Linked DNA regions of Drosophila melanogaster: region 1 is linked to region 2. Evidence: chromatin contacts called from public Hi-C data. All regions are on one chromosome and are shown on one strand. Each heading gives the region's core, a stretch centred on a gene start, on an enhancer-like site or on the middle of the called end of the contact. The rest is flanking DNA. Distances are from core to core; before and after follow the strand shown. Region 1 holds the start of CG34348. Region 2 holds the start of Neb-cGP (Neb-cGP,).

Region 1 (3,559 bases), core at 257-2,756, 880 kb before region 2:
TTTTTACAACTGAAATCTAAGAACTCAAGTAATTGCTTTAGTTTCAAAAACTTTTTCGAGCTAGAAACACATGTAGATTATGCTTATCGTATTAATTTACTTAATTTGCAGAAAACGATCAATTATTGCTGAGCACTTTTTTTAATGCCCATAATTTCGATGATTCAACACATATTCACGGTTTGTCAAAATGTTAATTTCAGCGTTTTGGGAAACAGCTGCATCATAAGTTCCCTTAAAAACAGTGAAAACTAAGTTTATTGGACTATATTACGTTTTCTGTTTGCCTTATAGAGTGTCCACTGTATTCCCGTGCTTTGTTTTATCTAGCTTTTTTTGTTGGCAACACTGGCTGCCCAACTCTCTCCCACTCTACGCCCCTTCCTTACAACGCCATCTCTTTTTATGTTCCCTTTTAATTACAGGTGCAGAGCGGGACGGAAGACGCCGGCCAAAGGGGGAAGGGGTGCGTGGTAAGGGTGAGTGGGGGAAACTTGGCTCCAAAAGTGCGCGATCAGCATGAGAGAGTTCATTAACAGTTGCAATTGAGCCCGCGAAGCACACTGTAATTGTTGTAATTCCAATTTCCCACCCAACTTATACGCAGCTTTCCAACATTTCCATTTCGCTTACCTGTGCAGCTTGTAGATGAATAGCACCAGGAACGAAATGTAGATGAGGGCCACGAAGACCAGCGGCAGCAGAAAGGTGACAATCAGGGGGGTGAGGAAGCGATATAGCCATAGCGAATAGTCCAGATCGATGTAGGAGGCTAGAATCACAAGGTATGCAGTTGGTGGAGGGGCATTTGTTATGTATGTATGTATGTACATAGGTCAGCGGTGCGCCTTATCGGGCGCCAAATATTCGATATTACTCACACAACAGGGAGTGCAGCGTTTTGTACAGGTTCTCCAGAAATTCCATTGTCAGGCGCTGCTCCACCTCATTTGTTGTTCTTGCGCGAAAAGAGAAGCGACCGCCCACCACAACAAAAACACAAAAAAAAACGGTAGAAAAAAGAAGGGAAAATACGACAGAACAAAAAAAAAAAAAAAAAAAACAAATCGGTTTGGCCTGATTTTGTACACTTTCTTCGGCTCGCTTTGCGCTTTTCGAATTCTTTTCGCTTCCTCCTGCTTGGCGATTCTTTTAAATGGTCATCGTATAGTGCGTTTCATTTGAATCAGTATTTAGTATTTGCGCGGCTTGAAATGCATTTTATTTGCATGTTATTTGCTATTGTTATTGTTATTGTCAGTCGAGACTGTTTGCTGGTTTGTTTGTTGTGATTTTCCTAGCACAATGTAAACAATTCGCGGCGCTGCGCTCCACTCGGCTCACACGCAGTAGAGACAACCGACACCGTTCGCAGTCAGAAACATTGTGATCGCGCCGCGCTTTTTTTTGGTTAATAATACTACAAAGTAGCGATTCTTTTATTGTTGTTCCTTCATTCCATTTCGTTTGCTTTTCTGTTGCTCATCTACGTTCTTTGCACCTGGCAACGCCGGCCCAGCTGTTCTGGCTGCAGTCGTTGCCAGACTTTGGTTCTTGGCACCCAGAACAGAACAGTGATGCTCTCTTGGCTAATCACACCTGTTTCTAGCCGGTCAAGGAAGTTCGAGGAAAAACAAAGTTGTTAGTATACTGCATATTATGAATGGCAAGTTCCCAATTAGAATACAACCGCCAACTTGAATTTGAACATTCGCTTATTGGTTTGTATCGATTGAGTGCTATCGGTAATTGCCGGGTGCCGTGGCACCATCGATAGTACCGCCAGTGAGCAGACAGTTGTGCCAGCACTAGCACTTATCGACATTAAATCGGAAGTCGCATTGCAATCGCATGCAATTTGTTTTGTTATTAATTTTCCAAATAATCTCGGGCCTGGTGCTGCTGCCAATTGTGATTCACTACGTCTATTACATAATAAATGCGATTGCCGGCGATCTGTGCGAGCAGAAGAGAGCGCAAAGAGAGCAGCAGCTGCAAAGGAGCCCCACTCCGCGCCACCAAAACCGCCACCCCCCGCATCCGCCACCCACCGAAGAGGAGCCTGTGCTTTCCATAAACAATTTGACAAATTCTAGTCGCTCTCCGACAGCAGCAGCAACAACAACTGCAATGCAAACAAACGATGACGCCAAGTTTATAAAAAAGTGCGTATGTATGGGATTAGATCGTGCGTGCGTGCGTGTGTGTGTTTGTTTGTTTTCATGTGTGGGTGTACAAGTGGCCGAAGAACAAAAGAAATAGCTAAAGCACTCGTCATGCGTCAGAAAGAGAGCCACAATCACCTGGCGCTCTCTATTGATTTTCCACTTTGCGTTCACGCTTCCTCCTTTTGTTTTTTGTTATTTGCAACCGTTAATCGTTATTCGTTATTCGTTGGGTTCTTAACTTTTTTGTTCGTTTTATTAAAACAAAAGCACAAGTTAAGCCAGGCTCAAAAAAAGAATTGGATTGAAAAATCTATTACCTCATTACGCATTGAACCGCATAATTTATGATTGATCCAACAATTTGTCTCGCTCTCAATCCAAAACAAATGCAACGACAACAACAAACAAACAAACAACGAAGGAGGTGGAAAGGCGGATCCATTGAACCGCATCCCACGGATAAGGCGCTGATTGTCAACTACCAACTGGAGGCCACCGTCTTCGGGGAGCCCAACAATCCGATGATCGAGGAAAAGAAGGTAAGAACGCACGGTTACACATCGCTGCACTGGGAGAAAATGCTAGTAGATATTAGAAAATTAAAATAGGACCAGCATTATTGGTATCAAAGATGTTGATAGGGAAAGAATATAATAACAACAATATGCGAACATCTGTAACTTAGTTCTTAACTATGTTAGGTTCATAAAAAAAAAGGAAACAAAGTTGATCCTTAATCGAATAGGTTGAAAAATTGATCTAGATGTGTACACATACATATATTGCTTATTAGTTTAAATACTAGCAGTCATTGTTCTACAAAAACATCCGAATGAGTACTTAAAAAAGCTACTTCTGTTTCTTCCGGTGTGCCCCGAAAAGGGTTAAGGGGCGGGGGGCAGAAGCTGACATTGAGCGGCCCAATCGATAGCGCAACAACAACGGGGTCGATGACGGCCTGCGCTCCAAGTAGTGAGTGAAAAATGTAAAACCACAGCAACAAAAAAAAAAAGATACCCAAAAGCGGTTGGTTGGCCGGGTCTTTAACCTCAATTCACGTTTTTTGGCCGAGCGACAAGCTTATTTTTCGCCGATTGTTCACGACCATAAATATGTACTACATAAGTAAGTCTCTTATGTTTTGCTCTTGGCCATAAATATTGGCGACCAAAAAAGTTTTCAGCTTAGATGCGAAGTGGTTAATTGCCCTGAAGTGGTCCTAAACTAGTTCCTCAATCCTAATAATTACTCTATGTTTATAAATAGCAAAATAACAGCAAAAACAATTAGCCTAATAGTACATTATTTCAGTCGTTAACTAATGCATGTATTGTATTTAATCGCCCAGCACTGTCAAAAAATCATACGACTCCGTTCGCTGAACGCCAAAA
Region 2 (3,861 bases), core at 976-3,475:
CCACACATAAATATTTATATATGTATTTAGTCTCTATATAAATATATATATATATATATTTATATATATACATATATATAGATGCAAAATCCAAGCGAAAAAAAAAACAAAAACACTCCAGCAAACATTTTTAAGGAAAAGCAAAAAAACTCACAAATATATCTCAGTAACCTTAATTAAAACGATTATACTCGGATCGAAACCCCGCGGAGTGGGACACGGATCTCTAAACACCACGAAAGCCAATGGTCGCAAGGACATCCCTGCCACATTCCGCAGGACTATGCGTAGTAGAATTAATAATTAAACAATGCAAATAAAAATAAAATGAAAAGCATGAGCAAGGCACTTTTCGCTAGGCTTCTGAAAAGCAAACCGAAATAAAAAACAGAAAACTATATAGCGATATTAATTAGTCCACACACACACACACACATGAACTCTCTCCCACACATGCGCCCCAGCCAGGCCCACATATAAAAAACCCAAAATATTTGGGACGTTTGCTATGCCAGGCAATGTTTAGTTATTAACAAAACCAAATGCAAAAGCAAAGGAAAACAAACTGAAATCGAAAGCAAACACAAATTAATGAAAATGATGAGTAAAGTAACAAAACAAGCTTGCTATCACACAATACATGTAAAAGGTATATTATATAGCATATTGATAAATGATATAAACATTAATTTATACCTATATTTTAAATGCATCATCTGGTTTTTCGTGTCCACCAAAACAAGGATAGCAAACAGCATAAGCATGATAACGATTACGATAACGATAGCGACGACGTTTAGGCCGGAAACGGAACGAAGAGGAAGTGTAGACGATGGTGGAGAGAATAGGAGAAGAGAAGTGAAGAGTACTTGGCATATAAATGCATACAAATATATGTAAACCATTTTTACATTCAATTCATTCAAATTAATTTTTAGTAATACTGAATTTTCGATAAACCGGGCCAGCAAACGCTACGCCCACCGCCCCGCCCCCCTCAAAAAAGTCCCTACCCACGAAAATGAGGAAATTTAAAGCAAGTTTGAAATGAAATAAAAACTTTAAATAAAATATTAAAAACAGAAAACCAAAAAGGAAATGGAACCCGAAGTTTGGTAGATGTGTTGCTAGACTAATGAAAACCACTGCTTACTCCATTCGTCGATTTTAGTTTGGGATAGATGGAACAGGTGGTTTCATGGAAGGTGTTCATAGATGTCTTTCGATTTTCAATTTCTTCTTTTGCTGTAGCTTGCGCCGCAATCATTGGATCATTACGTTCAACTTTGTTATGGATTCAAAAAACTAGAGCTTCCATTTTCGGGGCATAAGAACTGCACAGAAGTAGACAGCATACATGGAATTAGATATCTGGTAATATTGTGAGAAGTGGAACATACGTTCTGAATGAACTGAAGGTTATTATGGAACATCATCTTACTGCTAGGCTGAACCTCAATTAACAAGTGATATCCGCACTGGACGCAAGCTAATCTCTCTCTCTTCTAGAACCACTTATTATTACTTTTAGCCCGGTTGCGTATGCATTGCCGTGAGTACCTTGCAGCCCATAGATCGGTGTGGTTAGGGTATCCACCGCAGTGATGCCCACAAATCATGTGGCAGTCGCAGGATCGTTACATAATGCACTTCGTGGGTACAGTGTGTTACATTCTCAGCTTATTTATTCCTTCAAGGTCTTGCACTACACATAAAATAAACTGATCCGCAGTCCAGCGATGGCCCCGGATCCAAGACATCGATTGTGGCGGATGAGTTGTAGCCGCGTTGGAGCAGTTGCATCCCTCTACTTCTTCTTGGGCTTCAGCACCTGGTAGGCGATCAGCAGGCCCATCACGGCGTACGTGGCCTTGGCCACCTGGACAAGGACGGGATAAATGGATGGCATAACAATCGGATTAGCATTACCACGGGCACGACGTTCTGGAATTTCATCTACTCACATTTGCACGGCCGCTCATGGTGGTGCCATTGAAGATTTTCGACAGGCCGGTCAGTTTCTCGCCTTCGCCAGCCATTTCTGTGAATTGAAGGTGATGCGTTTCAAGTGGAACTTAGTGAATGGCTGAAGCGGTAACTTGGGCTACTCACTTAAAGGTTTATTTGCACGGAATTCGAGCTGCTAGTTGCCTGTAAAAAATATTTGCGAGCAGAGGTTATACAACTGAGTCTATCGAGGTCTATCGGTCTTCGATAACAGAAGGGTATGCCAGTCGTTGCTCATCGATACTATCGAGCTGGGCGAACAGTGTTGAAAGTGCCTGACCTGCCAACTGGCTGCAAATAAATTTCAGCTGACCATCATTGTCGGTGTGTTAGTCAACACTAATGAACACAATTTGGCGGGACAATTTGAAATATTGAATAATATTAATAAATATTAAATAAACAATATATATATATTTCCTAAATCATACAGTAACTAAAATTTATATTTATTTCCATATCATAACTTGTAACAATATATTCACATAACATATAATACCAAAAATATACTTTAATATTATAAACTAAATAGACTTAATCCTGGACGGCAAAACAAACTTTACTTTGGTCCACAAGCCATCGGACGGCAAATTGTCGAGTCCTTATCAAAAGTCAACGACAGCATTACGAATTGCGAATCTAATTAAGGAGCCAAAAATAGACGCGCCACAACTATTGCTCGTGTCGCTCAAATCTGCACAGACTCATTAAAATTATAATGCACTTCCTGGGAACTAAAGGCTGCCATTTGATTGTCAGGACAAGCGAGTGAAAGGGCCGGCATTAAATAGAATGCGGCGAAAGGCAGAAAAAATCGTGTAATTAGAGCCATAAATGCACTTCAAGTCCACCCAGGTCCACACCCATTTAACCCGCAAACCAATGCACAAAGGAAGCATATTAAATGAAAGTAGTGCCAAATCCTCCGACTCAACAATTAGTGAAAAATCAAAAAAAAAAAATATATATATATATACAGTCCGACCATACTAAACTCGATTCTATGACAAGTTGAACTTGTTGGTATTAAGACAATATTTTAAATAATAAAAAGTTCTACTTTGCTTGTACCTAATCAAAAAAACGCCCATTACATTGAAATATTCTAAAAAAATTCTAAAAAAAGATTGCCAGAGTATCCAAAGATAAGTAAGGAATTAAACAATTATTATTCTTTATGTTCTGAGCTTGACTGCATTTTTGACATGACATTAACTTCCACGCCCCCTCTGTGGAAAGTATAAGAACCCAACGACTGTACAGTCCGCCAGTTAAAGATGAGCGACAAGGTGAAGGGAAAAAAGCAGGAGGAAAAGGATCAATCCTTGCGGGTGCAAATTCTCGTTTATCGCTGCATGGGCATCGATTTGTGGAGCCCCACGATGGCGAATGACCGCCCGTGGCTGACCTTTGTCACAATGGGACCACTTTTCCTGTTTATGGTGCCCATGTTCCTGGCCGCCCACGAGTACATCACCCAGGTGAGCCTGCTCTCCGACACCCTGGGCTCCACCTTCGCCAGCATGCTCACCCTGGTCAAATTCCTGCTCTTCTGCTATCATCGCAAGGAGTTCGTCGGCCTGATCTACCACATCAGGGCCATTCTGGCTAAAGGTAAGTTTCTACTAATTAAAAAAAAATTTATATAACATAAAAATATATTTTATAATTTGCAGAAATCGAAGTGTGGCCTGATGCGCGGGAAATCATCGAGGTGGAGAACCAAAGTGACCAAATGCTCAGTCTTACGTACACTCGCTGTTTTGGACTGGCTGGAATCTTTGCGGCCCTGAAGCCCTTTGTGGGCATCATACTCTCCTCGATTCGCGGCGACGAGATTCACCTGGAGCTGCC

The links. Hi-C and Micro-C count contacts between places; a contact is called where the count stands out from the background.
Region 1: a contact with region 2 is called in a Hi-C map of the Kc167 cell line, with 3 times the contacts expected there. The contact joins the promoter of CG34348 here to the promoter of Neb-cGP in region 2. A contact is called at or near these places in 20 of 107 Hi-C or Micro-C datasets (the Kc167 cell line, the ML-DmBG3-c2 cell line, the S2 cell line and 5 more) and 1 of 6 datasets of contacts at active chromatin or transcription factors (the Kc167 cell line).

What each region holds. Positions count from the first base shown.
Region 1 is chrX:11,337,820-11,341,378 of dm6, reverse strand. It overlaps CG34348, which reads right to left and starts at 1,506. Exons shown (of 4, transcript NM_001103484.3): 1 at 882-1,506; 2 at 634-772. The coding sequence starts at 927. Kap3 (Kinesin associated protein 3) reads left to right here and starts at 1,295. Exons shown (of 10, transcript NM_001103480.2): 1 at 1,295-1,641; 2 at 1,969-2,165; 3 at 2,590-2,707; 4 at 3,517-3,559. The coding sequence starts at 2,131.
Region 2 is chrX:10,459,100-10,462,960 of dm6, reverse strand. Neb-cGP (Neb-cGP,) reads right to left here and starts at 2,225. Exons shown (of 3, transcript NM_001272479.1): 1 at 2,113-2,225; 2 at 1,965-2,041; 3 at 1,083-1,879. The coding sequence starts at 2,039. The coding sequence ends at 1,808. It overlaps Or9a (Odorant receptor 9a), which reads left to right and starts at 3,285. Exons shown (of 4, transcript NM_078552.3): 1 at 3,285-3,621; 2 at 3,684-3,861. The coding sequence starts at 3,285. It overlaps nocte (no circadian temperature entrainment), which reads left to right. Exons shown (of 6, transcript NM_001272480.1): 6 at 1-1,096.